2 separate regions of the Mus musculus genome follow, and region 2 is linked to region 1. A link is a contact called in public promoter capture Hi-C data. All regions are on one chromosome and are shown on one strand. Each heading gives the region's core, a stretch centred on a gene start, on an enhancer-like site or on the middle of the called end of the contact. The rest is flanking DNA. Distances are from core to core; before and after follow the strand shown.

The links. Capture Hi-C pulls out chosen DNA fragments and counts their contacts.
Region 2: a contact with region 1 is called in a promoter capture Hi-C map of liver, with 2.1 times the contacts expected there. The contact joins the promoter of Denr here to the promoter of Brap in region 1. A contact is called at or near these places in 4 of 39 promoter capture datasets (hippocampal neurons, liver and pre-B cells) and 1 of 9 other capture datasets (liver).

What each region holds. Positions count from the first base shown.
Region 1 is chr5:121,658,651-121,662,399 of GRCm38.p6, reverse strand. Brap (BRCA1 associated protein) reads right to left here and starts at 1,837. Exons shown (of 12, transcript NM_028227.3): 1 at 1,552-1,837; 2 at 239-400. The coding sequence starts at 1,633. It overlaps Acad10 (acyl-Coenzyme A dehydrogenase family, member 10), which reads left to right and starts at 1,890. Exons shown (of 21, transcript NM_028037.4): 1 at 1,890-2,107.
Region 2 is chr5:123,905,845-123,909,635 of GRCm38.p6, reverse strand. Denr (density-regulated protein) reads right to left here and starts at 2,361. Exons shown (of 8, transcript NM_026603.4): 1 at 2,270-2,361; 2 at 1,422-1,536. The coding sequence starts at 1,527.

The sequences.
Region 1 (3,749 bases), core at 588-3,087:
GGTCTGTGCCCAGCAGGATGCAAACTGGACATACGGATGCATACACATGATCCCACCACTCAGGAGGTGAACGTAGCAAGATTACTTCAAGGCCATACTCATTAACAAATGTACCCAGCCTCAGCTGCTCATCAACCGCAAAAAACACCAAACCAAACCAAACAAACAAAAACCAAAAAACAAAAACCAGCCAGGGGCTCAGAGTACTTGAGCGCGGCCAGGCTTCCTGTGGGCATACCTGCTCTGGCCTTCATGGTCTCAATAATCACATCCGTCATTTCCCGACGGCCAAGGTGCTGGTGGATGATGGCTGCTTTCTCCCCGGCTGACTTCCCTTCTAGACAGGCGACAGCGGAAGCCAATGTCTTCTTTTTGATCTCCTCATCAGACATCTCTCCAGCTGGAGAACACATGAAAGATTAATACCTAATGACAGAACAAATTCCTCTCACTTCTTGGCACATCAATCAATAGCTTTCCTGCTCCTCTATGGCGTGTCCCCCTGGATGAGGCTCTTTTCCAGTGTCTGCCTCTGTCCCTCTACTTATTAATGAATAAGCAGCATTTCAGAAACCCGGAGATGTGACCGAAATTCCTTAACATCAGTTCTGAGGCAGGCACCAGGCCTGTCCAGTACGGCACTCAACCCACACAACCAAGCACACAGTAGGAGTTCTCAGCACCCGATCCACACATCTAAGCACACAGTAGGTACTCTCCCCCTAGGCTTTACTGCATAAATGTCTCCAGGACTGGGCCAGGATGAAGTTACCTGTTTGTGCCTAGTGCCAACTTAACTGACTTTCAGATCTAGGGGTCACTTTGAGCTCTGGAATTTCGCTTGTAACCTTGAAATAAATCAAGTCACTGGAGTCTCAAAGACCAAGAAAGACCACAACACACTCTTCTACTGCAGCTCCAAAGAATGGACCCACAGAGTGTCCAGGATGCCATCCTTCCGAGAACGAGCGCCAGCCCAGCTCTCCAAACTAAGTGTCCGTTTCTCTTTTCCATCAACTTGGGACATTTAGTCCGTATGGCACATATCAGACCAAGTCTGATTCAGGGCATGACAAAACTCTTGACAGATACCAAGCAATCGCCCTCCCACACACACCTTTTTCTCGTCGGTCTTTTGAGACAGGTTTCCGCCCCCCCCCCCCAACCCTGCCTGGCTTCTGGTTGCCTGTCCTCCTGCCTTCACTTCAGGATCCTCAATGCTATCAGGTAAGGTTGTGACGATCACGGGAAGAGCCGAAGCTGCATGACCCACTAAGGAAGTCTGTGGCCGGTGGTGAAGACGTCAGCCTCTCGGTCCCCGGCTGGGCTAAAACTCGCGTTTCCAGCCACTCACACCTAACTTTGGGCAAATCCTTTCCCCACCGGTCTGTCTGACTGCCAGCTTGGGAAAGGCGCACAGCATCGCCCCCGCGCCCTGGGCCGCGCTTTCTCGCAGCGAGGGCGACGTCGAGCAGAGGCGCCCGGCAAGTCCGGGGGCCGGTGGAGCGAGGGCTGCCGACCCTCCGGCCCGGCGCGAGGCCGCCGACTCACCGGCGGCGCTGAAGCCGAAGTCGGTGGGGACCGGCGAGTGACCCGCGAGCTCCAGTCGGATGACCACCAGTGACACACTCATAGGACAGGCGCTGCTCGGCGTGGGCCCCGGTGGGCTGACGGAAGGCTGCGGCCCGAGCCCAGAGGCCGAGCGGCCCGCGGTCGGCAGCGCCGCCACCGCCTCAGAAGCCGCGGCCGCCGCCTCAGCAGCGGCAGCCCCCGTCGCGCGCAGCCTGCCGAGCCACAACAACCTCCGCTTCCGCCTGTCGGCCGCCGTCTCTGACCCGCCGGGTCGCGCACGCGCACGCGGAAAGGGGCGAGGCCCCGGGCGCGCATGCGCTTTCGACAGCTGCTTCTGCCCCCTTGGCTGACCGTCTGGACAGGGTCCGAGGAGCGTGCGCAGAGCACGCAAAGACGCCTGGCTCCTATTTTGCGTTTGACCCCTCTCTACGTTTGTCCTCCTTAGTTTTCCCGCAGGGCTCACCGAGAGTCTATGGGTCCGCAGAGACTCTGAGGCTTCCTGGGTCTTCGACCTCAGGGTTGTAACTTTCTGCAGGTATGGCGAGGGGCTGGCTAGGAGCGCAATGACTTCACAGATAATCCACTGAGAGCCGGGCACTGCGGGGCTGCGTGGGATGATTATTTTTGCGGACACAGAAAACAGCCCCAGACAGGACAAGCTTCAGCACTCGTGCGATCCTGAGCTAGTTATTGCATAACCACTCGGTTGTGTGATACAAAACGCTGTGTAAGAGACAGGGATACGCTGGGAAGCCTATAGGTCATGGTTAAATTTGGTTTTGTGGTTTGGATGTGTTTGGTTTTGTTTTATTTTTTGTTTGTTTTTGTTGTTTTCTTCTCCAAGTCAGAGTTGCTCCAAGTACGCCTAGCTGTCCTAGAACTCACTCTGTAGACCAGGCTGTCCTCGAACTCAGAGATCTGCCTGCCTAAGCCTCTGGAGTTGTGGGATACAGCCCTGCCCTACCACCGTCTGGCCATTGTTTAGTTGTTTTGAGGTTTTGAGTTGTTCTGAGACAAGGTCTTGAGTAGCCCAAGATACTGAGAACCCTATATATTGGAGAAAAGATAATCTATGTTCTCTACGTATTGGAATCAGATGTCCTTGAACTTCTGACCCTCCTGCCTTTTCCACCTCATCAGTGCCAGGGTTACTTCCAGGCTTCTGCTGAAGGCTTTGTGCTTCACAAGATGGCAGGATAGAACTAACTCAAGATTGTCCTCTGTGCAGGTGCTATAGTGAGCACACACACTGAGGAATGCACTTAAGGGTTAGAATGCTTTAGGTATAGGCTCTGGGTTCAGTGTCTAAAATACACACACACATACACACGATATAATCGAAACAATGTTCAGGACACACACACACATAAGAGAAAGAAAGAAGGAAAGAAAGAAAGGAAGGAGAAAAGAAAGAAAGAAAGGGAGAAAGAAAGGAAGAAAGGCCAGGTAAGATTAGTGCATATATGGAGAAAAAATATGACATGTCAGGAAGGACAATATTGTGTACATGCTATAGTGTAAGAGGTCTGGGAGAGGCCATGGATACAAATGGTACCTGTAACAGGAACATACAATATATAGAGGTGTTTATACTATTTTCTATGTAATATGTCTTAAAGCCTTTTAATGCCAAGATTTCCCAACTTCTGCTCAACTTTCACTTTCTATAACCCTTTTGGGGTGCGTGTATGTGTGTCTGTGAACCATAGACCTCAGTGGTACTGTCACCTGGTGGTGACCACCAAAAAAAGCATAGATATCACCAAATCATACCCCTCATGGGGAAAAATGGGCATATATGAAAGTGGACAAGCCATCCACAGAGTGTAGATCATCTGACTGTGTCAGACACTAGTTTATGGTGCTGAGATTGACCTAGAGTCTTCATCGTGCTAAGAACAAGCCATTCTGCTGAGGCACACCCCCAAGTCACGTGTTAGGTAACCCTAAATAGTGTGACACACACTAACTTGATAGCTCTACATTCTTTACCTTAGGCAATGGTTACCCCCCCCCCCCACCTTTGCAATAGGTACTGAAATTATCCCCATTTTACAGAGGAGGAAGCTGTGGCTCAGAGAGGGTAACATACATAGGACCTCACTGTCAATGGATAGCAGAGTCACGCTTGGAAACCAGTCAAACACAAGATCTGTTATGTCTTTACTACACCATGT
Region 2 (3,791 bases), core at 1,112-3,611, 2.2 Mb before region 1:
GCACCCACTAGGTGGCTCAGTACTGCCTGTAACTTGAGTTTCAAGGGATCCAATGCCCTCTTCTAACCCCTCACAGGTTCCTGCACACACGTGGCACACACATATACACTCAGGTATTTACATAAACCCCCTTTCCCTTGGTGACGGGGGTGGGAGGTGGAGGGAGGTGGAGCCTGTTTCTCACTAAACTCCAACTTCATTTTATTAAAAAGTCTAGCAGGGCCAAGCAGTGGTGGCGCACGCCTTTAATCCCAGCACTTGGGAGGCAGAGACAGGTGGATCTCTGAGTTTGAGGCCAGCCGGGTCTACAGAAGGAGTTCCAGGATAGCCAGGGCAGCATAAAAAGGTTTTGTCTGGAGATGCTTTAGTCTTATTCAATGAAGGACTTGCCACGCAAGGCTAAAGACTGAGTCAGGATCCCCAGCAACCTCAGTATCCATGTAAAACCTGGGGAGGCCGAGCCACAGGCCCTCAGTCCCGACCCTGGGGAGGCCAAGAATCCATAGTGCCTGTTAGCCTGCTGGTCCAGCTCATTAGTGCGTGCCAGATGCAGTGAGAGACCTCTCCCAAGAACTGACACACCGGAGTGAGTCAGGGAGTCATCCAACACTAACCTCTGCTATCACATGCACACACAAACACATACACACACAAAACCCCATCATATTATTCAAGCCGGACTTTCCCCAGACTGTCGGACTACACATCACTCCGACCTCATCTTCTCCGTCTACTCCTTAACCAACACCCTCCCTGTGCTGTAAGAATTTAACATTGCTCAAGGAGCATATGGGGCACCTGATGCCAAGCCTGAGGGCCACGGGATCCACACAGTGTACAGAACCAAGGCCCACGCGAGGTCCTCGACAGCCACACATGGATGTGGCATGAGTACACACAAGCACAAATGAAATTAAGATGTAGTGGGGGAGAATAAACCCACTCAAGATTCTAGTCAGACATCAAGCTCCCCCCAGACCCCTCCTCACTCCAGTACTGGGACTGAATGTAGAGGCTTTGAACTGTCTGGACAAGTGCTGTGCCACCAAGCAACAGCTCCAGGCCCTGCTTCATTTCCTTTAGGATTCTGTACCTTAGCTCTTCCATCCTTCACTATCCCCAAGGCTCCTTAGCTTCCAACAAGCTTTCCTTACAAAGGAACACCAGTCAGGCTGGGATCAGGCTCCTGGTATCTCTCTACTTCAATTGGCCAGGAAACTCCTCCAGGCCAGGACGCAAGACCCAAGTGACCCTGGAAAAGAAGGAGTCATCTACCAACCCATGGGTCCTCACTAGGCTCCCCCCCTCTTCAACTAAGAATCCACCCAACAACCAAGACAGTTGGGGGAGCGAACACGACCAAATGTGAAACTATCAATATCAGGTATAAAAACCAGCGAGCCAGTCGTTCCAACACTTACCTCCACAATAAAGGACTCGAAGAGGGTAATCCGCATCTAACTTGGCACTGTTCTTCGTATCGCCTTTGCAATCCGCCCCGCTGGATTCAGAAATGTCAGTAGCCATCTCACAAACCTGGAAACAAGAATGACACACACGACTTCACTATCTGAGAAGCTCGACCCCCGCCCCCCAAATAAGCAGCCTTGGGGGTGGGGTGCAGTCTTAGCTTCCACTGTGTATCCCCCAAACACCAAAGCTGTTTTGAGTCTATTAAAAGAAGGACACGAAGTCTCATTAGAGTCACTGATGATCAACTGGAGCCTCATCTACCTGCATCCACGGGTTTACAGGGAAGCGAGAATTAAATGGGGCCATGAAGGCTGTGTTGGGGCAGGGGCAAAAAGGGACACCAGAGGAAAAGAGGAAGCAGTAAGGGGGACAGAGTTGGGCTGGTGGCTTCAACAGAGACGGGGCAGGTCTGAGGTTGCTATGGGAGGGATGCAGCCTGCAGTTAAAAGGCTATGGACACCTTGGCACGACAGGGACGAAGTCACTCGAGGTGCCCAGAATGCAAGGTGCGGCGACAGCAAAATCCCGAAAAGAGACCAAGCCAGGGACAAGGACGGCAATGCCACAGCCTGGGGAGGGGAAATCGGGCCAGGCCTGGGGAAAAGGACAGGTAGCCCGCTGGAAGGCTGGGCTAAGGGGGACATCCCGGGGACTCCACAGGAGGCCCCCATGTGGGCGGGCGTGGAGACGCCCGGCCCGGCCCCCTTCCTGCTTTAGGCAGCGCCTGGGCCGCCTCGGCAGCGCCGCCAGCTCCCGGGGAGGCCGCCGCAGCAGCGCGAATGAGAGCGCTCATTACCCAGCCGGTCGCACGGCCCCCGCCGCCTCCGCTCCCGCCAGCTGAAGCGACACATGCAACTCCTCTTCCCGGCCACGGCTGCCCCGAAATTCGCTGCTGGGGCGCGCTCGCGCGAGACAATGAGCCTTTATCGCGATATCCCCGGCCAGCCGCTAGGAGGATGTCGCGAGACGCCACCGTGCCGGGGTGGGCGGGGCCCAAAAAGGGAGGAGCATGCGCCCATGCGTGGAGCCCGGGGGAAGGGGTGTGGGGTGGGGAAACGGGACCGAGTTGCGTAGAGGCGGCCGGACGGTAGGGGGCGCTGGCTATCCATTGGCAAAGGGGGAGCCAGCGGCTCAGGCTGTCCCTGCGCAGTGGGGCGTGGACTGGACTGGCGCAGAGGTTCTTGAGTCACAGGTGACTCTCTATTAATGATGTGGGCAGCCTTGCCCCAGTGTCTGGGCTACATCCTAGTGTCCCGACTAACCACTAACTAGCCTGATGCATAAGTCACCCCACGGCGTAGAGATGGTGGCTGAATGAGACATAGGGTTTTATTTCATTCCGATTCCCTAAATAGGAATTACTCGTGCAAAGGTCATATTAATTACTGTTTGAATTTATTTCATCAGGCTGACGACTGTTCCCATATGCTCCTTTTTGCATATTTCACCTTCTACGTGTTCTATAACGGGGATTTTCCCATCCGGTCTCAGGATTTCTGGTTTTAACCACACGGGTCCTTGTCTAAATTTTGCTTCCTTGTTTTTAGTTTGGGGAAATCCCTTCATCTGCATACTCAGCCCAAGTCCCACTTGTGAAACAGGAATAGCACTGGGACACTTTCGGAGCTCAGAAAGGGCCTGGTAGAAAGACCATTGCGTTTTTGCTTTTAACATCACCTTCATGAACTAAGCTACCCAAATATGGCCCCCCTCCCGGAACTTTCCTTTGGTGCCGGGAATTGAACCCAGGGTTTTGTGAATGCTACAGAAGAGCTCTGCCTTGAGTTACAGGCCCAGCCCTAATCCCAACACTTGGGAGACAGAGGCAGGCCAATGTCTGAGTTTTAGGCCAACCTAGTCTACAAAGTTCAAAGCTGTTGGCCTGTAAGCGTAGGGCATTTGTGTTGAACGTACAAGGCTCTGGGTTTAATCTACAGACTGGAAAAAAAAACCCCACACAGCAAAGATGTACATTTCGCTAAGCATGGTGGGTGATATGCACCTTTAATCCCAACACTCAGGAGGCAGAGGCAGGTGGATTTCTAAGTTTGAGGCCAGCCTGATCTACAGAGCAAGTTCCAGGATAGCCAGAGCTACACAGAGAAACCCTGAAACCCTGTATATATGTGTGTGGGTGTGTGGATGAGTGTTCGTGTGTGTGTGTGTGTGTGTGTGTGTGTGGTGTGTGTGTGTGTGTATGTGTGTGTGGGTGTGGTGTGTGTGTGTGTGTGTGTATGTGGTGTGTGTGTGTATGTGGTGTGTGTGGGTGTGTGTGTGGGTGTGGGTGTGTATGTGTGTGGTGTGTGTGTGTGTGTGTG